Regions from separate parts of the Mus musculus genome. Here all the other regions are linked to region 7. A link is a contact called in public Hi-C, Micro-C and promoter capture Hi-C data. All regions are on one chromosome and are shown on one strand. Each heading gives the region's core, a stretch centred on a gene start, on an enhancer-like site or on the middle of the called end of the contact. The rest is flanking DNA. Distances are from core to core; before and after follow the strand shown. Region 1 holds the start of Ctf1 (cardiotrophin 1). Region 2 holds the start of 1700008J07Rik (RIKEN cDNA 1700008J07 gene). Region 3 holds the start of Setd1a (SET domain containing 1A). Region 4 holds the start of Phkg2 (phosphorylase kinase, gamma 2 (testis)). Region 5 holds the start of Fbxl19 (F-box and leucine-rich repeat protein 19). Region 6 holds the start of Stx4a (syntaxin 4A (placental)). Region 7 holds the start of Rabep2 (rabaptin, RAB GTPase binding effector protein 2).

Evidence for each region. Promoter capture Hi-C pulls out the DNA fragments that hold promoters and counts their contacts. A called contact is a pair of places that touch in the nucleus more often than the background predicts. Capture Hi-C pulls out chosen DNA fragments and counts their contacts.
Region 1: a promoter capture Hi-C map of adipose tissue shows a contact between it and region 7, with 3 times the contacts expected there. The contact joins the promoter of Ctf1 here to the promoter of Rabep2 in region 7. A contact is called at or near these places in 3 of 39 promoter capture datasets (liver, neutrophils and pre-B cells) and 1 of 9 other capture datasets (adipose tissue).
Region 2: a contact with region 7 is called in a Micro-C map of embryonic stem cells, with 7 times the contacts expected there. The contact joins the promoter of 1700008J07Rik here to the promoter of Rabep2 in region 7. A contact is called at or near these places in 3 of 39 promoter capture datasets (hippocampal neurons, liver and pre-B cells) and 1 of 484 Hi-C or Micro-C datasets (embryonic stem cells).
Region 3: a promoter capture Hi-C map of neutrophils shows a contact between it and region 7, with 4 times the contacts expected there. The contact joins the promoter of Setd1a here to the promoter of Rabep2 in region 7. A contact is called at or near these places in 5 of 39 promoter capture datasets (the C10 cell line, liver, neutrophils and 1 more), 1 of 484 Hi-C or Micro-C datasets (B cells) and 1 of 115 datasets of contacts at active chromatin or transcription factors (double positive thymocytes).
Region 4: a contact with region 7 is called in a promoter capture Hi-C map of neutrophils, with 7 times the contacts expected there. The contact joins the promoter of Phkg2 here to the promoter of Rabep2 in region 7. A contact is called at or near these places in 4 of 39 promoter capture datasets (liver, neutrophils and pre-B cells), 1 of 484 Hi-C or Micro-C datasets (B cells) and 1 of 9 other capture datasets (adipose tissue).
Region 5: a contact with region 7 is called in a promoter capture Hi-C map of neutrophils, with 4 times the contacts expected there. The contact joins the promoter of Fbxl19 here to the promoter of Rabep2 in region 7. A contact is called at or near these places in 3 of 39 promoter capture datasets (liver, neutrophils and pre-B cells).
Region 6: a Hi-C map of B cells shows a contact between it and region 7, with 6 read pairs. The contact joins the promoter of Stx4a here to the promoter of Rabep2 in region 7. A contact is called at or near these places in 1 of 484 Hi-C or Micro-C datasets (B cells) and 1 of 115 datasets of contacts at active chromatin or transcription factors (microglia).

What each region holds. Positions count from the first base shown.
Region 1 is chr7:127,711,200-127,714,114 of GRCm38.p6, forward strand. Ctf1 (cardiotrophin 1) reads left to right here and starts at 1,504. Exons shown (of 3, transcript NM_007795.2): 1 at 1,504-1,580; 2 at 2,726-2,844. The coding sequence starts at 1,556.
Region 2 is chr7:127,511,503-127,514,485 of GRCm38.p6, forward strand. It overlaps 1700008J07Rik (RIKEN cDNA 1700008J07 gene), which reads right to left and starts at 1,367. Exons shown (of 1, transcript NR_024331.1): 1 at 1-1,367. It overlaps Srcap (Snf2-related CREBBP activator protein), which reads left to right and starts at 481. Exons shown (of 34, transcript NM_001304266.1): 1 at 481-836; 2 at 2,663-2,738.
Region 3 is chr7:127,775,616-127,778,826 of GRCm38.p6, forward strand. It overlaps Setd1a (SET domain containing 1A), which reads left to right and starts at 1,774. Exons shown (of 19, transcript NM_178029.3): 1 at 1,774-1,898; 2 at 2,498-2,662; 3 at 2,891-2,986. The coding sequence starts at 2,513.
Region 4 is chr7:127,571,972-127,574,952 of GRCm38.p6, forward strand. Phkg2 (phosphorylase kinase, gamma 2 (testis)) reads left to right here and starts at 1,377. Exons shown (of 10, transcript NM_026888.3): 1 at 1,377-1,485; 2 at 1,883-1,995. The coding sequence starts at 1,901.
Region 5 is chr7:127,745,335-127,748,373 of GRCm38.p6, forward strand. It overlaps Fbxl19 (F-box and leucine-rich repeat protein 19), which reads left to right and starts at 1,441. Exons shown (of 11, transcript NM_172748.2): 1 at 1,441-1,803; 2 at 2,916-3,039. The coding sequence starts at 2,940.
Region 6 is chr7:127,840,326-127,843,549 of GRCm38.p6, forward strand. It overlaps Stx4a (syntaxin 4A (placental)), which reads left to right and starts at 1,483. Exons shown (of 11, transcript NM_009294.3): 1 at 1,483-1,743; 2 at 1,939-2,040; 3 at 2,120-2,219; 4 at 2,359-2,433. The coding sequence starts at 1,714.
Region 7 is chr7:126,427,202-126,430,346 of GRCm38.p6, forward strand. Rabep2 (rabaptin, RAB GTPase binding effector protein 2) reads left to right here and starts at 1,566. Exons shown (of 13, transcript NM_030566.2): 1 at 1,566-1,955; 2 at 2,375-2,584. The coding sequence starts at 1,931.

The DNA.
Region 1 (2,915 bases), core at 254-2,753, 1.3 Mb after region 7:
GACATTGTGGCCTCACCATTCACCTATGGTGTGCTCTGCCAGTGAACTTTGTTCTGACAGTCTGCTTGTGTTAACCCTCTCACGCAGGCTTTTCCAGTTTCCTTTCTCACAAGCTCCACTCAAGTGGAAACTTCTGGTTTGGAAAGTCAGTTATATCAAATGATAGTTTGCTGGGGCACACAGGTGAAAGGATGTCTTGTTAAGCAGACACATGAAAGAATGTTGTCCTGAAGCAGACACAGGTGAAAGGTCCCATGATGAAGGAGTAGAAATGTGACCCCAGGGTCAGTGGGACACTGAGCATTGGTGTGGTTTGCTCCGCCTTGCTGTACTTCCCTAAGAACACGAGTGTATTGGTTCACCTTACATACTGTTGTTGAGCTCAACTTGTGGTTACACCACCATTGAGAGAAACCCAGCCAAGAGCTGCTCCTGAGGTTCCTGTGGCAGCTGCTGCTTCAGTGGCCTTGGGCCAGTTGGTGAGCCTTGCAGTTTCTTCAGGATTAAACTACAGCTGCTGGTTTGTGCATGGCGTCTGCCTGCCTAGAGGACTGGACTGTAGCTGCTGAGTGTTTGGTGTTTGCTATGGGACTGAACTGCTGACAAAGGAGACCAAGCTTGCCCCCCAAAGAACTATTGCTGAGAAGGTCCACCTCCCCCATATTCTAACAACTTTTCTCTTCCACTGCCTCTCATGGGTGGTGGGCAAGAGGAGAGGTTAAACGTTTATTAAAAGTAGGTTGCAAAAAGAAAAAAAATATATGCCTATACTCCTTCATCTGACGCCTCATCATCTGGGTCCTCTCTGTGCCAGAGCCAAAGACAAGAGTAGGTGCTTGGGAACCAATTATAGAGGCAAGTGTGTCCAGTCCTTTCCGTGTCTACCCCAACGTTAATGAGTTGCTGTTCGGGTGTGACCTCCCTGAAGCTCGTGCTTGCCTGTGTAGAAGGCTGGGTCTGAATGCCTTAGTACACACACAGATGTGTGCGTGCGAGGGTCTCTAACGGTAAGGTGAGGAACAGTCTCACTTCTGATCAGTGTGACAGAGAAATTAGAAGGCATTTAAGATAACTAGACCAGGGGGTGCGTGCCTTAGGTGGACCCTAATCTAAACAAGGCTTCCCTGGCCTCTCTTTGTCTTCCCCAAAAAGGAAGTCCTGCCTGCATTCTTCTCCTGCCAGCCTTGCACCTTTCCTCTCAGGTTTCCCAGCTTTTCCCTCCAAAGCAGCCAATAAACAGGCTCTACCTCAGGTCTGAGCCTGAGTCTCCTCCCAACAGGACACAGAACTGCCTTAAAGGCCCAAGTTCCCATTCACTGTGCCAACACCTGCCTCCCAATTCTGGCCCCTTCCCAGTCTAAGCTCACAAGCCGGTTACTGAGCTCTGGGCCAAGGAATTTTGACTGAAAGTAATGGTGGGAAGGAAATATTTGGGGTCTGAACTATGATTGGCCGAGCCCGAGCCACGCCCCTAGCCCTTTCCCCCTTTTTCCCCCTCCCCTCCTCCTCCCCCGGAGGGGTGTGTTGAGGGAACCTGGATAAGCCTGGGGCCAGCATGAGCCAGAGGGAGGGAAGTCTGGGTAAGGGGTTGAATGACTTGATCCTGTGTCCTTGGTGAATAGGAGTCGGGGGGATCGAAAGCTGGGGTTTGGATGTCTGTCAGCACCACCCCACCCCCAAGTCTGGGAGGGGAACGGCCTGGGCGGGGGAGAGGAGACGCCGGTGTCAGGTAACCAGCGGGTGAGTTGGGAGAAAGAGCAGGCGCAAGGAATTGAGGCTTCAGGGCCTTGGGTTCAGGGGTTAGATCACCGAATATATATGGGTGAGTACACCCTGAAAAGGGGCTGGGGTCGGGTTGGAACAGGATAATAGTGCTTCTTGAGAATTAGGAAAGAGTCAAAGCTGAAAGACTGGAGGGAGAGGCCGAGTTAAGGAAGTCTTTGATCTTCGAAGAAGCTACAAGTGACGAGAGCTCAAAATACAGGCTTCGGAGATCTCGGCTGGCGGTGGGAAACTCCGACGGAGGGGATTGTCGGGTCAGGACTACATTCCCCAGCATGCATTGGGGTCCCGGCAACATACATATTGGGAAATGTAGTCGGCTTCCCGTGGCACCACCCTCTAAACAGGGAAGGCCATCCTGTCGTTGATTCATTGATGCTGCTGAGCCTAGCAGGTCACATAGGAGCAACATGAAGGGAATAGGTCTTCGGTTTCTCTATCTGTACAAGGGGCCGGAAAGGCGCGTTCAGTGCTTCAGAGATGCTGACTGAATTCAAACAAGAGTTGGAGAAATCCAAAGATATGTGAACTTTGACCTTAAAGAGTTTCTGGATAGTATCGGTGATGTAGAGTGAGGAGTCTCAGGATCAGACAGATTCACACGGATAAAAGAAGCTACTTTGGAAGTATGAACAAATTCCCTAAAGTGGAAGGAAGAAATTGATTTGAGAATAGGGAGAACTTGGAGGCAGCACTAAGAAGGAGGTATTTGAATTTGGTCCTAGTAGTATTTCAATAGTGACCTGAGGACAGGAGAGACATCTATGTAGAGAAACTGCTTGGTGGAGATCTGGTGCCTGGGATGGGGCAGATTCTTCGTAGGTTGAATATTAGCATCCAGAGCAGAGACTCTGGGTTCAGGGAGAGCCAGCTTGGGAAAGATGGTTAAGGAGTGGGGTTTGGTTGCCTTTATAACCTCTCACTTCCTTCTCTTTCCCACCAGAAGACCACCAGACTGACTCCTCAATCTCATTCCTACCCCATTTGGAGGCCAAGATCCGCCAGACACACAACCTTGCCCGCCTCCTGACCAAATATGCAGAACAACTTCTGGAGGAATACGTGAGTAGGTGTAGGGATGGTGGAGGAATACGTGAGGAGTACGTGAGGAGATGCAGGGATGGTGGAGGAAT
Region 2 (2,983 bases), core at 117-2,616, 1.1 Mb after region 7:
CAACCTCTCAAAATAGTTCTTAAATGTAAAAGACTGCAAACCTATGGTACTTGTATTTGAGAGTTCTTGGGAAAACCGGTGTTACAAAGTCAACCGCAGCTGGTAGTGGTGGTGCATACGTTCATTCCAGGCAGACGCAGGAGCAACTTTGTAAGTTTAAGGTTAGCTTGATCTACATAGCGAGTCCATGTCAGCCAAGGCTACATTGTTAGACCTCACCTTTCAAAAACAAAAAGTAACTGCTGTAGGAATCAGTAGGTCTAAGCTCTTCTACTCATTTGTTTCATTTCACTGGGTGATATGTAAGAACAAAAACTCCGAAATCCAAAGGGTGGTCCCAGTGGGCAGCTGCAATGCAGCACGAGTTTCAGACCTATTGAAGCGTGCTGGGCCAGCATGGAGCCTCGGAGCGAACTACAACTCCCACCTTGCTTTGCGCCGCACAGTCCTACGCTAGCACGCGAGCCTACCCGCCCCTTCAGCCTCCAGTTACTGTGTATCGCGAGAAGACGGGCCGCTCTGGCGGTAGCGATAACGAGCCTTGGTGGTGGTGGTAGTGGTGGTGCTAGTGGCGGTGGCGGCCGAGACGGCGGCGGCCATTTTGGTGAGGCCTCGGGAGCAGCGGAGGCGGCGGCGGGGTCGCTGGGAGTAGCGTCTCCTTTTTCTTCAACTCACCAAGCACCTCTTCGCGGCGTGACTGGAAGCGGTGGGAGCATCGGGGTGGCTCGTGTTACGGCCCTTAGGGGAATTTAAAGTGGTGAAGGCGGCGACCAAGAGGGGGCCCTCCCCCCTCCTCGGCGGGAGGGGGGGTGGTGAGCACGCCCCCGAGGACGCAGGTAAGGAGAGGGAGACAAGATGGCGGAGGCCCCACACTTTCCCCTCCCCTGACGGGTGCCTGCGCGCGCATCTGCGAGCGCCGCTTCCCACCTTCCCGGGGTGCTGCGCGCGCACCGCCCGGCGGGGCCCCGGGGCTGGCGAGCGAGGTTGCCTGCGCGCGCTCCCGGAGCCGGGGGTGGGGGGGAGGGCGTCGGGCCGAGCGGCACCTGGTGTCAGAGCGGCGCCTCGCCCCCCTCCTGCCCTTCTGCGCACGCGTGCGCGAACGAGCAGCCCTCGAGAGGACGGACCCAGGTGCGCTTCTGCCCGCCCACCAACCTGCCTCCCCTCGGGGGCGCGGACGAGGGAAAGGGGTGCACGGGACGAGTAGTCCGGGCGCGCGCCCACCATAAGCCATTTAGGAGCCCGAGACTTGGCGCACGAACCCTTCCTTCCCGAGCTCTTTGCGGTCTGTGGATGTGGGGGCGCCGACGGACGCGGACATCTGAGTCCTGTGACCCGGTCTATGGGATCGGGTTCTGGCGGGAATCCCCCCCTCCTCCCCTCCCCAATCTGGCCGTGCGCGCCGCCGGCTCACCCCGCCTCCGGGCCGCGCACGCGCCGGCGCCTCCCCCAGCCGGTCGAGCACGTTGGGTGGGGTGGGCGACCGCGAGGGGGCGGGGCCGCCGTCTGAGGAGTCAAAACTTGGCAGAGGTCAAGGGTCATGCTGGGTCAGTCCACTGCGGGGGGGGTGGGGGGGTATTGGGAGGTCATAAAGAAGGCTGGAGTCCATAGTTGGGGCCTCATGGTTTTGGATTACCTCCAATCCTTGGAATTTCTGAAGGGTGAATCAAGGCAGCACAACACCTAGATAAGGAATTAACTAGGCAAATGCTTCCGGATCTTGAATACTTTATTAACCCTGCTTGTTTCCGGCTGTTAGGGCTCCTTGGCGCCTTCCTCACTTAAGTCTGCTTATAAAGCTCTTTCTTGCCGGGCGGTTGGTGGCGCACGCCTTTAGTCCCAGCACTTGGGAGGCAGAGGCAGGCAGATTTCTGAGTTTGAGGACAGCCTGGTCTACAAAGTGAGTTCCAGGACAGCCAGGGCTACACAGAGAAACCCTGTCTCCAAAAACGAAAAGCGTTTTCTTTAAAGTTCTTTGGCCGTTCCACCTCGCTCTTTCTGTATTCAAATAGCCCTCCTTTACTTTATAACTATTTGCTTTTTGTTTTGGGGAACTCCGCCCTCATTTCTGTTAAGTCCTCATTGAAAAGACAAGGAAGCTGTCAGGCATCCAGGAGGCGTTGTTAACTTCTAGATGAGAAGTTTCTGTCCTTCAGTTGTCTGTCAGAGCTTTAAGTACTTTTAGCTTTTAAAACGTTTTGTTGTCTTCTTCTCTGCTCTTACCCAGCCAGAATGTACAACCCTGTGAGATTCTCCGTACAAAACACTTTGTGCTTTGTTGCCACAACATGTATATACACCACATCCATGCTTGGTGTCCAGACAGGCCAGAAGAATAATCTGGGCCACTGGAGCTGGAGCTATTGTGAGCTGCTATATAGGTGCTTGGGACAAAACCCAGGACCTCTGCAGGAGCAATGAATACTCTTAAATCCCTGAAGCATTTCTCCACCCCCACCCCCAAGGCTGAGCCTTGCCCAATTTACTACAGCCTTGCCTAGTTTACTGTATGACTTTCTGAAGCATGAGCTTTCCCTGTTACTGTTCTGTGAAGTGACTTCGGATGTATTTTAAAGTCCAATAAAGCTGGTGTACGTAACCTTAGATGAGTATGGATTGACACATGTGGGTCGTGTCCTCACTGCTGCTGCTTCTCCTGTTTTAGGTGTGATTTCCTTCAGTACAGCACGGCACCGTGGAAGTGCAGACTCTCACAGGGGGTGTGGTCTCTGCTCACACAGGTGAGCTCACCTTCAGATAAAATTTTGTGTGCTGATGTTAATGGGAGAAACTGTATGACATGATGAGAGAATAGGTTGTGAATGATTACTGCATGTGTTTTCTATGTAGGGTTTGGTGATAGTACAACCAAACTGAGGCTGAATAAGGGAAGGTGTTACCCAGGCACTACTAGGGAGAGCACTAAGAGTATTAGGTTTTTCTATGTTTTTTTTTTTTGTTGTTGTTGTTTAGTTTGGTTTTGCTT
Region 3 (3,211 bases), core at 524-3,023, 1.3 Mb after region 7:
CCTACCACTGTTATGATGGTTACAGTCAGTCTTTTGTGACAGATAGCCATCCATTCTGGAGGTATAACCTGAAACTAAGGAAAGTCAAAGGCTTGCCCAGCAGCCTATAATGAGAGGCTCTTGTAGAGGGCCACTTAAGGCATCTTCAGCTCAGAAGCCTTGGCAAGAGTGCAGTTCTTCCAGAGACCAGAGAGCCTGTATTCATTCGCTGGATGAAAAGGGTGTTGAACCTTGGGACGATCTCAGTTTTGGGTTCCCAAGTGAAGCTTGAACGAGGTCTGTCCTTAAGTTTCGCAGCGGGATCCTATGAGCATAGGTAGCCCTTGCCTAAAAACTGCTCAAGAATAACCGGGTTACATCAGACCTTTACTTTTTATAGGATCTACTTAAGGGTCTTTATGTTTCTTTTAAGCTCAACAGAACCCTGATTTTAACCACTGAACATTTTTTTTTTTTTTTTTTTTTTTTTTTTTTTTGAGACAGGGTTTCTCTGTGTAGCTCTGGCTGTCCTGGAACTCACTCTGTAGACCAGGCTGGCCTCCAACTCAGAAATCCACCTGCCTCAGCCTCCCAGGTCCTGGGATTAAAGACGTGTACCACCACTGCTCGGCTCAGAAGGAACATTTTAAAACTAGCCCAAGGGAGGTGTAACTAGGGTACTGGCCTAACACGCAGAAAGCCCTGAGTTAGATCTCCCAGCATGCTATAAACCGGTTATGGTGTGCACACCTGTAATTCCGGTACTCAGGAAATAGAGGCAAAAGGATCTGGAGTTCGAGGCCATCCTCCGTTATATAGCAAGTTCGATGTCATGCTGTCTGAAAAACAACAGGAGCCCGAATATAAAAGCGGGAAGGAACCGATCATTTCACTCTGTGCGTCGGTAGGCAAAGCGCCTGAGTCACCCCTCCTGGTTGTATTTTTCCACCTCCCACCCCTCCCAGGTTTTGGTGGATTCTAAGGGAAGCAGCCCGTTACGCCGGGCTCCGCACGCCTGGCCACGCCTCTCTCGTTAGCCCCGCCCACAACCGGATCGGCAGATTCGCTACCCGACTCCTTAGGATTATTTGGGCAGCTTTTCTTGTCTGAAAATTTTCAGGAAACGCCGAGAAGACTTCTTCCTTGTAACCATTTCGCACTAAGTAGGAAGTGTGCTGTTCCTTGAGTCGTTCTACTGAAAAAAAAAAAAATCCAGGACTAGAGGTCGACTCTGCCAACAGGGCTTGGCGAGCCAGGCGTCATTTTCTTGACTCTACAGCAGGTGAGAAGAGGTGACGGCCAAAGCCCAGGACGGTGGCGAATCTGCACTGCAGCCTCATAGGCATTCGGGCTGCGCAAGGAAGGGGCAGGGAAGAGGAGCCGAGGAGCGCGCATCCTGTCCACTCATTCGCCCCGCCCGCCTCGCGAATCTGCGTCGTTGGACGCGCCACTCAAATCTCCCGAGCTCTGGCTGGCGTCCTCCCCCTCGCTCCGCCCCCTTCCCTCAGGGGCTCGTCGCAGCTTTCGTCGCCGCCGATTCGCCAGGAACCCCAAGGCCGGAGCAGCTGGATCAGGGTGGTGCGGTCCACTCTCCGGGGAATGCGGCCCATCTTCAGGCTCCCTGGGCTACAACTCCCGAGCCTCGCAGGGCGCCGGCCGAGGCAAGGCCGCTACCCTCGGCCCCGTGGATCGCTCCGCAGTCCTTGTAGCGAAAGTGCGGATGCAGACGCTGTGCCCGCTGGGCCTCGCGCAGGTGGCGGTGGTGTTTGGTGCGCGCGCCGGGGAGGTGGTGGTGGGGGGGCGCCGCCGCCGCCACCGCTGCGGGGCCGGGTCTCGCGCTGCCGCCGCCGCCGCCGCCGCCTCACGCCGCTGAGGTGCTGCGCGCGGTGGGGGGAGGGTGAGCCGCTCGCCACGAGCGGGTGAGTAGGGCCCCGGCGCGCGTGCGCGCCGACGGGGTGGGGGGGGTGGACGACACCGAACGCGCCCGGGCGGGAGGAGAGGGCAGCGGCGCGCGTTACCTCCCCCCACCCCCCCGCCTGGATTCAGGGACCGAAGCTGGGTCTCAGATTCGGTCTCGCGGTGTTTCCAACGCCCCGAAGAGGTGCCACCTCTGGTTCGGAGGATCGGGGCGCGGGGACGCGAGCGGCTGTGTGGGAGCGGGAGCGGGGCTCGGCCCGGGCCGCTTGGCCGGTGAGGAGGCGGGAGGGGGCGGGGCCTGCGAGGGGACGGGGGAGGGGTCTTGCGTGGAGGCCAAGTGGGGCGCGCTGGGGAGAGCGGGAAGGTAAGGGGGCGCGAGATGGGCCTGGGCCCTGAGGGTAGAATTGGGGATGGAGAGGAATGGAGTGCCATAGTGAGCCCAGCTCCTCAGGGCAAGATCTGAGGGAGCCACGGGTCATGCTGAGGTGTCGGGGACTGGACTGATGTGAGACCCTGGAATCGGGGCTAGACATTGAGGGGACAGCAAGGGAGTCAGGCCTAAGTCGTGGACTCCCATTCCGTATCCCTCTTTTCCTGACAGTGTAAATGAGCAAAGATGGACCAGGAAGGTGGGGGAGACGGGCAGAAAGCCCCGAGCTTCCAGTGGCGGAACTACAAGCTCATAGTGGATCCTGCTTTGGACCCTGCTTTGCGCAGGCCTTCCCAGAAGGTGTACCGCTATGACGGAGTCCACTTCAGTGTCAGTGTGAGTGCCCTCGAGCCTTTCTTGACTTATTTGGACCTCCAATCTCCCCTCCCCGCTTCCCCCTGTTCAGTATTCAACACCCAGACTTCCTATACCTGTAGTTTGGTTTTTTGAGAATGAGCAAGCTCTCCCAGCTCTTCTGTATGTTGGCTTCTACATGGGCTTTATAGAGTCAGTAGGCTGGTGAATTTTCAGCCTGGTTTCATCTCTTCCTGCTTTCTTTGTTAGGACTCAAAGTATACCCCCGTGGAAGACCTCCAGGACCCCCGCTGTCATGTCAGGTCCAAAGCCAGAGACTTTTCCCTCCCGGTTCCTAAGTTTAAGGTGAGTGCCTGCTGGTCTCCCTGCATGTTGGTCCTTGGAGAGTGTCAAGGACCCTGGGCTTCACACAGTCTACCAAAGTGTTTATTCCGAAGGAACTATGACAGCCAGATCTCATTGCTTTTTGTGTCTGTGAGACTGAGATGTTTTGGACAGAAGGTATACATGTATAGCTGAGGTGACTCTAGTATATATCTGGTGACAAGGGTATTGATGTCTGGAAGGATG
Region 4 (2,981 bases), core at 127-2,626, 1.1 Mb after region 7:
CCTACTTAAAGTCTGTGAGTTAAATGGAATATCGGGAGGCTCAGGTTGTGATTCCTGACACATTATTGTTGTCCTTGGTCATTTCCCAAAGATCCCTGGTTCCTTTGTTTGCAACCAAGAGAAATCAGCATTTAGACTTTATACTAGCTTCTGTTTTGGGGGTCCTTTTAGAAATCAATACTGGAAAATATAAAATTATTTTTTAATCTGTTTTTCACCATTGCCCAAATTTTACCTGTAGTTCTTCCTCTAGTTCCAGATTTCATATTCTCATAGGAAGACTCTTCGGTTCCTAATTATATGAATACATTATTTTGACTAATTTCAGAATAATTATCCCCTGTGTACCAACAACAAACCTACTTAGGAAAGTTCAAAACTATTTTTGCAAGTTGTTAAAGTTAAGCTTGATGAGGAAAGGCTCTACAGTGACAGAAAGCAAAAACACTAAATTACTTGGTTTCCTTATAGAAAAAGCTGTTAGAAAATCATGCTGTAATCTAGGCGTCCTGAGCCTTAAATCCCAGCACTCAAACTGACTGATCTTTGGAGTTCCACCCCAGCCTGGGATACACAACGAATCCCTGACTAACAAGGGCTACATAGTGAGACACCGTCTAAAAAAACAAAAATTATCATTTCTCTTTTGCTGGACTGTAACCTTGAGGATTTGCTTTTTTCTTTGCTGTTACTCCAGAACCTTGGTTTTAGGATATGTCTGGCTTTGGAATTACTCTAGGCAGGACCTTAACAACCTTGTGTACTTAATGCAGGAGGGTCTGGGAGCAAGACGGTAGGAGTCTGTGACCCCAGGATGATGGACACTATCCTGAAAGCTCTAGTCAGGACCAAACGGCCAAGCTGCATATGCATTTTGTTTTGTTGTGTTTCTCAAAACAGTTTCTCTGTATAAACAGCCCTGCCGGTCCTGGAACTCACTTTGTAGACCATGCTGGCCTCCATCTCAAGAGATCCATCTGCCTGCCTCGCCTCCTAGTGCTGGGATTAAGCGTGCATGACCACACTTGTCTACACGCAGGTTTCCACAAAAAAAGGAATTTTGGAACAGGCTCTTACTATAATAAATGAGGATTCCAGAAGGAAACTAAAAGGGCCTTGTCCGAGGGCACGGTGAGGTAGTGCGGAGACATCACATTTCCGGTAACCTAACTTCCGTGTCTCTTTACAGACCAGCAGCACCAGGAGAGAAAAGCAAGTGCTACATGTTGATTGGCTGTTTTTCAGGCTCCTCCTCATGGTGGAGACCTTTTGGGGACTTCTAGCGCCAACGGCCTTGTCCGCCCTGGAATCCCGTCTTCCTATTGGACTGCCATTTTCCAATCGGAGGGTTTCTAATCCCTAGTTCTCAAACAGCAGGGGCCATTGGCTGCAATGATGGGGGCGGTGCCTTAGGTCGCTGTGGGAGCCTTACAGGTTAAAGCAAAGGAACAAACATAAACCAAGCAGCTGAGGGTCTTTGCGCAGGTTAGACTGTTCCCTCCTCACCCCCCTCCCCCCACCCTCCCTTCCCCCTCCCCGCTCGCACGGGTCATCCTGCTCGAGACCCCCGCGCCCCTCCCAGTGGACGCCAAGTGCGCTTGCGCGGTAACAGCCGCCCGCACTTGTGCCATTTCCCCCTTCTTCCGAGCCACCTTTCCCCCCTCCCGCCCTTCCCTATCCTCTTCCCTGCCCTGCTTCCCTCCCTCCCCCCTAGGCCCTTCGTTGTGGTCTCCCCGGTCCTGATCCTTCCCCTACCCCACCCCCAACCCCCAGGACCCTGGCGCCCCAGCCGCAGGTGCTGCGCCCCCGGGAGCCACGATGTGCATCCTCTCAGAACCTGTGGGCCTCCTTGCCCTCACTGCCCTCCGTTTCCTCCTCCCAGGCCCCCACATCCCTCAGAATGACGTTGGACGTGGGGCCGGAGGATGAACTCCCTGACTGGGCTGCGGCCAAAGAGTTTTACCAGAAGTACGACCCTAAGGACATCATTGGCAGGTGAGCCTTCACAGCTGAAGCATACACCGGCCCAGTGTAGTCAGCTCCCAGCCAGGAAATAAGGCTTCCTTCTGAAGACTGGATAGTTAGGAAGTGGACAGTGGAAAACAGTTAGTGACTTGGCTAGTATTCCGAGTTAACCCGCATTTTTTCCTCTATTCATCTATATTGTCAACAATTGTTTGTGGTCCAGACAACGGGAAGGTAGAAAATACCCATCACGTGAGCATTTCAAAGGTATCTAGTTCGAGAAGTAGGGGTCTGTAGAAAAGATGCTTGGAGCTGGGCGGTGGTGGTGAATGCTTTTGATCCCAGCAGAGGCAGGTGAATCTCTGTTGAGTTGACACCAGCCTGGTTTACAGAGGAAGTTCAAGGACAGCCAGGACTACACAGAGAAACCCTGTCGGGGAGGGGAGCAGGGATTGCTACTGTGATCGCCACCACAGATGCTTTATGGTTTAGTTTCAGAAGCATAGTGTATTGGTTATGTTGTGTTAAGCACCAAGAACACCGGGTGAGGGAGTGACAGAACAGGAACCCTGAGGAAGTTTCTGTCTTGGAAATGTTTCTATCTTTACATAATGAAAAAAAGATAAAGGTCGAAAGGAGCGTTAGGGGAAAAAATAAGTAGGCAGTAGGATTCAATCAACGGGGTCTCCACAGAGGAGGGGCTTTAGGAGACTTCTAAGAAAATGACAGGAGGGTTGGGGGAGGGGTGTTTGGTTGTTCATGGTGCTGGGGATTAAACTCAGGGCCCCATCCTAAGAGACAGTGCTTTACTACAGAGCCACATTCTCAGCTCCGAGGACTTGAGCTGAGACATAAAGTGTGAGAATAGGCTGGGGGGGGGGGGTGTCTTCTCATTTAGAGGGGGCAGTTAGTGCAGGGCTCAAGGCAGTGGCTAGACCATAGACAGAGTGGGGAAAGACAAGAAAGGAAGTGAGGAAAATGGGGCTTTAGGCCATGATGCGGACGCTTTCAGAGCG
Region 5 (3,039 bases), core at 191-2,690, 1.3 Mb after region 7:
ACCGGCACCGAGGGGCAAGCGACTAGGTTGCCATCTCTGTAGTAGTCCTCTCCTACACATCCGCCGAGAATAGTATTAGCGGTTGGACTACAAATCCCATAGCATCATGTGCTCCTTCACCCTCCATCTTTGTGGTAGTCCCCGCCCCGCTCACTTCCATTGTCTCGACAGAAGATAAAGAGGGGAGCGAGGAAGACTACAATTCCCGTCTGGCTTTGCATCATCGAGTGCGGGATTTTGATAGTTCAGGCGGGCGAGGAGCTCCAAGTGGTAGAATGAAGCAGCCAGGAAAGGTTAGGTATCCTGCCATCTTTACGGTAGTCTCTTTATCCTCCCGGTTCTGGCATTCTTAAAGGAACATAGGAAGGCTAGAAAACTACTATTCCCATCCCACTTCATAAGATCGACTTATTAGGTGTACGCCCCTCGATCGCCATCTTGCTTGTAGTCCTCGTTTCTTTTCACCTTTCCATTGTTCCTGATGAGTAGAAATGGCAGCGGGAAGGCAGCAGCTGGACTGCGACTCCCGTCAGGTACCACACGCGCGGAGGGTTGTGGACCAGAGGGCGTGTGAGTGCCTGGAAAGGAGGTCGGGTCGGGGGAAAAGGCCATCTTGCTTGTAGTCATTCTTCCCGCTCCTTCTCTATGTCCTGCTACGGGGAGTCTCGGGTCAACTGGACTATAATTCCCGCCATGCTCGGCTTCCAGCGTGGCATCCTTCTCGCCATCGTATTTGTAGTACCGGCTGGCCCTTGTGTCCCACTTTTCCCACGATAGTGCTAGAATTTGGAGAACTACAACTCCCGTCGTGCTTTGCACGCGCTCGTCCTGGAAAGTAAAGGTGGTGAAGGAAGGAGGGAGAAGGGGGCGGGGTTCCTCTGGGAGAAGGAGGGAGTAAAAAGGAGGAGGAGGTGGGAAGAAGGGAGGGAAGAGGGAGGAGAGGAGGAAGGAGGAAGGAGCTGAGGAGGGATGAGAGCGGCGACCTGGGCCCAGGGCCGAAGCAGCGCGAGGCTAGGGGAGTAGGGGTGCTAAGACATCCCAACTGCCCCCACCCCCTTCCTGCCTCTGCCCCATCCTTTCCTTATACCCTCCCATTTTAGGAGTGGATTTATTCAAATTTTATTTAAATCTTTATATCTTGAGGGTCGCGCGTTTGAAGGGGGGAGGGCGGGGGCGCGTGCAGGCTGGGGGGGGCGGGGCCGGAGCAGCTTCCTTCACCCCCCTCTGCGCGCCCTGTCTCTGTAGGTCAGGGGGCCGCAGTACAGGGGCGGACCCAGGGGAGGGGGGCAGGTTGCAGCGACCCCCCCCTCCCCGGGAACCGGCGGTGGGCGGGGTTTGAACCCCGGAAACGGTGGGGGGCCCCTGGTCTTTCCCTGGACCCCTGGGCAGTTGGAGCTGGGAAGGGGCCAGTTAAGGGTCGGGGGCTTTGGGGAAAGGTGGGGGTGGGGAGCTGAGACTCATACCCGGGACTGAGTGGGGCCCGGGCAAAAGCTGAGCACCCTGCGCCCGAGGAGCCCCCGTTGGCCTGGGGGGGCTGAGGGACTGAGCCCCCCAGAGCAGGACCTCCCCCTGGAAGGGCCGCGCCGCAGCCCGTGGGAGGGCCTCGCCCCCGGCGCTCCCCATCTCCACTCGCTGCTGTCCCGGCCTCCGCCGGAGGGAGGGGCCGAGCGCCCTCGGGGGGCCGTGGACCCCGGCGTTCTGAGCGTTCAGCGCCCCGCGCCGCCCGGCCCCCCCGCCGCCGATGGCCGCCGACCCGCCGGGAGCTGCCGAGAAGGGAGAGATGGCTCCCGGGACACGTGTGAGGTGGGTTCATGCGGCTCCTCCTCACCCCCAGACCTGGGCAGCTCCCACTCCCATTCATCCTCAGCCTGGCCTCTCCCTTCCTTCCCCGCCCCCAGCCTCACCCTCCCTTTGCTCCAAACTCCTTCTCCAACCTTCTCTCCTATAACCTCCAACCCCAGGGAAGTGGCCTTCCTTCCCCGACCCTGCTGCCCCTTGCAGACCTCCCCCTCCACCCCGCCTCCAGTCGCCGCCCTCTAGGCCCCTCCCCCGGAGTGCTGGAGGGCCCCATACCCTGTGGATGGTCTGGAAGTCCTTGGAAAGGGAGAAGCCTGGGGGAAGCAGGTCTAAGACTGATTGGGAAGAGACCCCCCCAGGCTTGCTGAGTCCATGTGGGATTTCAGAGGATCTGGTTTCCAGGGGCAGGAGAGCCCCAGGGATTCCAGACAATTAGGGATGAAAAGCAGGCTGGTAAGATGTGAATGGGGGCGGGAAGACCTAAAGCCGAGCCCACCTTGAATTTTGTTGAGATGTTAGGGCAACTTGTAGAATCCTAGGGAGTCTGGGAGATTACCCAGATTGCCTGAGGGATCCTATTGGATAATTTGGAGCCCCCAAGGACTTGTGTGTGGGCTGAGAGGGGACACTAAGCATTTCAGGGGTGTCAGCCCGGGGAAGTGGAGAGCACACACTGGGTCACTAGAAATGGAGTGGGTCTGGCTAGAGTACCAAGGTTTGAAAGGTTTGGATGACTAAGTACCCACGTGAGAGAAGGGAGAGGGGAAAGAGTGTGGTGCATGCCCCTGGAATCTGGAGGTAAATCAGTGAGGGAATGGGGGGTGTGGGTAACAACAGGTATGAGTTGAAGCTCCCTCAGGTAATGCTACAGATCTGAAGCCTTTTCCAGGAACCTGGGCTTGGGATGTTAGAGGAGGGGCCTCAGTGTCCCTCCTTCCAGCAGGCGGGAGGTCTTGAGGGAGTGGCCCTCTGCTCAGGACACACACTAAAAGGCTGACCTTCTCTGAGGGTAGAAACAGAAGCTCTGCCCCCATCAGAGGTGTAGTGAGCTTGCGGCCAGGAGACTCTCAGGCCAGGCTTTGCAGGCCTCTCTGACCTTACCAACCATCTGCCTACAGCCCTCGGCGTTGCTGACGCCCCCAATGTCGTCGAGCAGCCGGGGACCGGGGGCCGGAGCGCGCCGACGCCGAACCCGCTGCCGTCGTTGCCGGGCCTGTGTGCGAACTGAGTGCGGGGACTGCC
Region 6 (3,224 bases), core at 233-2,732, 1.4 Mb after region 7:
TTCTCGCCCAGAACCAGAAAGGGACTGACTATTGTTTCTTTTGATGAACTTTCAGGTATTCAAATACCCATTTTTAGCTGTTCTGACACCTGCTGAGGGACTTTGGGGGGTGCGGGGGGGGGGGAAGCTTCTATACAATAGAAGTTCCACAGGGCACAGGACTTTGGTCTGTTGGTCCTTGATATGTCGCTAGCCCATATCAGTATCTATTCCCTAGTATGTATGTGTCCAATAAATCTATCAAGTGAATGTATTTCTGGAGGGTCAAAGCTGGGGAAATGAAGTCGGGCAGTGGTGGTGCACGCCTTTAATCCCAGCACTCCGGAGGCAGAGGCAGGCGGATTTCTGAGTTCGAGGCCAGCCTGGTCTACAGAGTGAGTTCCAGGACAGCTAGGGCTACACAGAGAAACCCTGTCTCGAAAAACAAACAAACAAACAAACAAACAAACAAACAAATCTGGGGAAATGGCACCGTGAGAGAAGCGTAAAGAAGATCAGGAAGCCACGGGCTTTAGTTTCAAATACAGGAAAGGCTACTATTCGGATCAAATCTTCTATGCAGGACTGCTATGTGGCAGCTACCGAATTTGGTGTTGGGGATTCCGTTAAAGAAAAGCAAGTCATGCTGAGACGTCAGCTGTAAGGCAGGGCTGCGGAGGTAACAGTACATTTTTCTCAGTCTGAGCTGCTCTGGAATTGTCGTGCTGCTCAGAAGGTAGCGAGCTCAGCGGGACTGCAATGCTCACTCGGGGCATAGGCCGCCCACCTGTCAGAGGCTGTGCCAGGAGGACGCGGGGGAGCAGCGGGGGGAGCGCCACCTTGGCTGAGGTCACTTCCCACCCCCAGATTCTCTGCCTACAAAACCCTGCAATTCCCTGACGCTGGAGACTCGGGTCTTATTATTTCCTGATTTCCAAGGTCTCATGATACTGACAGCCCCAAATGCAAGTCTTCACTTTGCCCACGCCCGAGGACCCAAAATTAAAACAACAAAAAAGTGAATTCTACAGAGCATCCTTAGTAGGTGGCTGAGAGTAGGCAGTGTACCCTTCCCCACCTCGAAGAAGCTGTTGGGGCACAGCTCAGACGCTGGGGTGTCGGGGACGTCGCGAGACTGAAGCCCGAGACGTCGCTGACAGGCCGGAACACATGACTGGCGGTCGGGCGTGCAGCCCGCGGAGCTGGGCCCGGCCTGTCACGTGATGAGGGGGCGCCATGGGGTGATGTGAGATACGAGGCTCTCAGACTGCGTGCAAATGACGCATTCCCAACCCTTTGGGCAACTAGATCTCGGCTCCAATATGAGATGTTCCGGTAGTGGGGGGGGGGGGAGCAGCGGGGCGGGCTCTGGACTCAGGCAGCCTCGCTTCCGTTCGGCTGCCACTGCTTCCGACCTCCGCCTTTCCCTCTAGCGAGGACGAGCCGAGCCCTCGCGCGCATGCTCGGAGTCATCCCCCGAGGGGCGGGGCGGCAGCTGCGGGAGCAGGATGGGGGGAAGAGAAGGGAATTCCAACCTGTAGAACTTTGGGGGTCCTATGATCGGGTTCTTCCCCACGACTGTGGATGGTGAAAGGGGTGGGGCCTTTGGCGGCTCCGGGGTGTACTGGAGTTCGCTGGGTGAGGGAGGGGGTGTCAAGTGTGAGAGAGGTGCAGGACTTCCAAATTTAGAACCTTGAGGCCCTTTGGGCTCGGGTCCAGGGCACTCCGACCACCATGCGCGACAGGACCCACGAGTTGAGGCAGGTGAGAAACCGGGATGGTGAGGACACCCTGGAGTGAGGAGAAGCGGGGCCGGGCGGGCGCGCTGGAGTGAGGACTCCTGGTTTTGGGTCCCGGGCGGGTGGCTGATGGCCAGGAAGGAAAATCCCGGAAGCCCATGGTTCCTGCGGGGCGAGAACCGCAGCGAGCAACTGTCGCCAATGACTCCGGCCCTGGCAGGGGGATAACATCTCAGACGATGAAGATGAGGTTCGAGTCGCGCTGGTGGTGCACTCAGGTGCTGCCCGGTTGGGCAGCCCGGACGACGAGTTCTTCCAGAAGGTAAGGGTCAGGAGAACCGAGGAGTAGGGCGGACTAGAGTGACACTTAAGTCTTCAGCCCTCTTGGTGATCCTTCCTAGGTGCAGACAATTCGGCAGACTATGGCCAAACTGGAGAGTAAAGTCCGGGAGTTGGAGAAACAGCAGGTCACCATCCTGGCCACGCCTCTTCCCGAGGAGAGTAAGCGAAACCTAGGGCTCACGCACGCCAGCCCGGTGGACTATGGGGGATGTAGTTTTATTCAGGTGATGGCCAGGATGGGTTTGGTTTTGGTTTGTGGGAGAGGCTGTGATTTAGAAGTGTTGGCTTTCTCGTTTAGGCATGAAGCAGGGCCTGCAGAACCTGCGAGAGGAGATCAAACAGCTGGGGAGAGAGGTCCGGGCGCAGCTAAAAGGTGAATGAATTTCAAGGGTCTCAGCCATATCTTTCCCTTTGATTCAGCCCAGTTGCTGGTGTATCTAGTTGTTGTATACAGTCAAGTGATAGATCCAGGTCACACAGCAGACTTGGGTCTAGGATCTCTGTCCCATGGCATCAAAGCCATGGTACTTTGCAGAGCACATTATGGCCTCTCAGATTCCTTTATTATTATTTTAAGTTTAAATTCAAAATTACTTACTGCTCTCATCCTTTCAGGCCAGTGTGTATTCTTTGGGCAAGCAGATGAGAGGTTCCTCCACGCTTGTGGGAACCCACTGGTGTAATTCAAAGAAAAACATATCTCAGAAATTCAGAATTCGCCCCCTTCTCCTCTCCCTTCTCTCTTCTCACCTACTCCTCCACCTCTTCCTCCTATATAGACCAGGATGGCCTCAAATGCACGGAGATCCATCTTTCTCTGCCTCTTGAGTGCTGAGATTAAATTAAAAGCTCGCTCCTTCTTTTTTCTTCTCCTCCTCCTCCATTATGCATTACTACCAGAAGGCATTCCTGTTCATAGTCACTATGTAATAAAAATGTTAGAAAACAAGAAACTCCTTACTACGTAGCTGGAATGTAGATGTGGCCCTGATCTGGTCTCCAATCACTTTTTAAAAATTCACTTAAAATATTTTATTATATGGCTTACACTTTTATTAATGGGTTTGTGTGTGTTCAATATGTAGATCAGGCTAACCTCCAACAGAATGCAGCTGGTCTCCCAAACAATGTTTGTAAGTCTCAGGAGGAACCCCTCTTCCCATC
Region 7 (3,145 bases), core at 316-2,815:
TCCTCTACAAGGCTAGCCTGTAACCAAGAGGAAATCTGCTTTGCTGTGGGTGCTGAAGCTGTAAACGATGTCATCGGGCTCCCACAGCAAATACTTTTACCCACAATGTAGTCCCTCAATGGCATCCCGCAAAAGATGTCAAAGCGGCAGTCAACCCCAGCCACAATAAAATGCCCTCGCAGAAGCTATCAAAAATGCCAGCTCCTGTCAAAATGGTGGCAGGGAGGAGGCCTTCTCAGCCTGCAGCCATCACAGGAGCTGTCCACTCGGATGCATTTCCTTACCCCCGCCCCCACCTCAGCAGGAGCTGTCCACGGTGGTAACGCCTTTCCTGCCTCGGCCTACACTCTTGGTGAATTACTACAGCAGGAGCTCTCCAGCCTCGCCAGCGGCCCTACAGAGGTGGTGCCTCAGTAAAAGCCGGCTGTGGCCAGGAAGGACTTCCTACCTTAACCCATAGCCTAGATGCAGGAAAAAAGGAAGGCGGGGGGGGGGGGGGGGGGAGTCAACAATCCTTAAGCAGGGAAACCCACCAATCTCTGGGCTTCCCGCAAAACCCCACCAATCCCTGAGCTCCCCAAAGTCAGGACTTGAAATCCCACCAATCCTTAATCTGGAACTCTCTGCCCTGAAAAGCTCCACCCCTAAGAAATCCTATCTAAGCTCTGCCCTCTATTTAATTCCGTGCTGTCTGCTCCTGGGAACAGAGGGCAGCCACCCCTGGATTTGTTCTTCACACCCAGGACCCTCCAATAAATCTCTTTCATGAGATTTTTCAAGGCAGGATCATATCAGCATCCAAGCAGACATTATGCAGAAGGAGCTGAGAGTTCAACATTTTGTTCTGAAGACAGAAGACTGGCTCCCAGGCAGCCGGGGGTGGGGGTCGGGAGGGAGTCTTAAAACCCACACCCACAGTGACATACTTTCTCCAAGAAGGCCATACCCACTCCAACAAAACCACACCTCCAAATAGTGCCACTCCCTGGGCCAAGCATTTTCAAACCACCACAGGCTGTCTGGGGATAATCTGTAGTGGGCTCCCTCTAACACTAAAAGCCCACCAGTAGGCACATAGGAGGAGGAGATAAGGGTTATCTTGCTAGTTCAGGCGTGATGGGTACTACGATTGGGTGTTAGTGCTGGAGAAATGAGGAAGGCATCCTGGTATAAGTACACTGGTGTGCATTCCAAGGAGACCACAAAGAATCAAGGACTTCCAGGTTCAAAGTCTTTTATAGAAAACCGGTTTGGAGGCAGGGGGACCCAGGCTCTGTACTTGTTTGAATTGCTGTGACTCTCCAAAGCGAGAGGTCATACATAATGAGAGATTGACCCAGACCCAGGCTGAAAGATTTACAGCCCTGGGAGTGGAGAAAGAGATTTGCAGGAAGCCATATGAAAATGGGATTGGAGACACGTAGATTTCGCACCTCTGCCACTGACTGCGCCAAGCTTCAGAACGCCAACCCAGCCCTGGCCCGCGGGGCGGAGATGCTGGGCGGGCCGGGCACACTTCGCAGTAACGCGAGTCGGGTTACGGCGGAAGGGCGGCCGGGCGGAGGGAAGGAGGAGGCCGCGCGCAGCGTCCTCTAGGACTAAGACCAGGCGTTCCAGGAGGTGGCCTCGAGTGGAGCCTCAGCAGATCCTCAGCACCAGAGAAGACTACCGCAGACCCGAAGCCCTCGGAGCTTCCAGGGAGCGCGGGAGCGCGGGGGCGGTCCCACGAGGCTGCAAGAAAGGCGGGATCCAGGCCGCGCGTCCACTCGAGTGCAGTCGGCGTCTCTTGACCATCCCGCCCTCCCACCCCCCGCGGCCCCTGCAGAGCCGATCCGGAAACAGCCGAGCGGATCCGGAAACAGCCGAGCGGACCCGGAAGCGGGAGTGCCATCACCAGTGAGTGCGGGAATCCGCCGTTTGGGCTGAGACGATGGCAGCTGCGCCAGCAACCCTAGGTGAGAATCGGGGGCACCGGCGGCCAGGAATCGGTGCGGGAGTTGCGCCGCTGCGCACGTGGGGAGCAGGGGGCTGGGGGCGGAGCCGAATGCGACTGCTGGCGGCAGCCGGCCAGCGCGGAGGCTCGGGAAGGGGGCGGGGCACAGCGCCCACCGGGGTGGGCGTGGCCTACACGGTGGGTGTGTCTGTGGGTGGGGCAGGTAAGGGGGCGAGGCGGGGCCACTGGAAGGGATTGGACGGTCGAGCCAAGTTAGTTGGGACTCCGGGAGGGGCAGGACCAGGGGAATGGGATGAGGTCCTTGTAGATGGAGAGTAGGACTGGGTTACTGGACTGCTGGGTGGCCTGAGGTGTTAGGAGATCGGCAAGCCGTGGGAATAAATCTTGGTCACTGTCCCCCCCACTCCCCGCTCCCCACAGCGCTGGATCCCCAGCCCCAAGAGAAGCAAAAGGATGCATCCGAGTCAAGTGAGCTCAGTCGGCTTCGTGCCGAACTGGCCGGTGCCCTGGCAGAAATGGAAACCATGAAGGCTGTAGCTGAGGTGAGCGAGAGCACCAAGGCGGAGGCAGTGGCTGCAGTGCAGAGACAGTGCCAAGAGGAGGTGGCCTCCCTGCAGGCCATCCTGAAAGGTGAGGCACCCGCTCCCAACACAACCCACCCGACAGCCTGTCTGCCTGCGCCCCTCTAGCAGGGAATGCAGGGCGAGGAGGGCTTCAGATGAGCTTCAGGTAGCTCAACAGAGAAAAGACTGTGTCCCAGAACCTGAGTGCCCCTTTCTATTTTGCAGAGAAACACCACAAGTGTTGTCAGCAACTCTTGTCAGTCACAGCTAAGTGTAGCAATCATCTTTACCCATGATACCCATGGGTATCATTTCTTGTTCTTGCTGACATAAGATCAGCCCAGAATACGAGCCAGAAACTTCGCATTTCTCTGAACCACCCTCATTTTCCTCTGGGCCTCGAGGCTCGAAACTCAGCCTGTTGTCTCTGAGCTTAGTCCTATGATTTCCCTTCCTTCCCAGGTATCCCTACAGCACCCTACACAAATACATGCATCTCCTTCCTTCTCCCCCTCTGTCTCATGGCCTCTGTGGATTGGGAGACACCAGCTTTCTTGGTCCCAGGTCCTCTGCCTTTTCCTGTTCTCCTCTGGGCAGAGGTTAGAGTGTCCTCAAGGATGTCAGACCT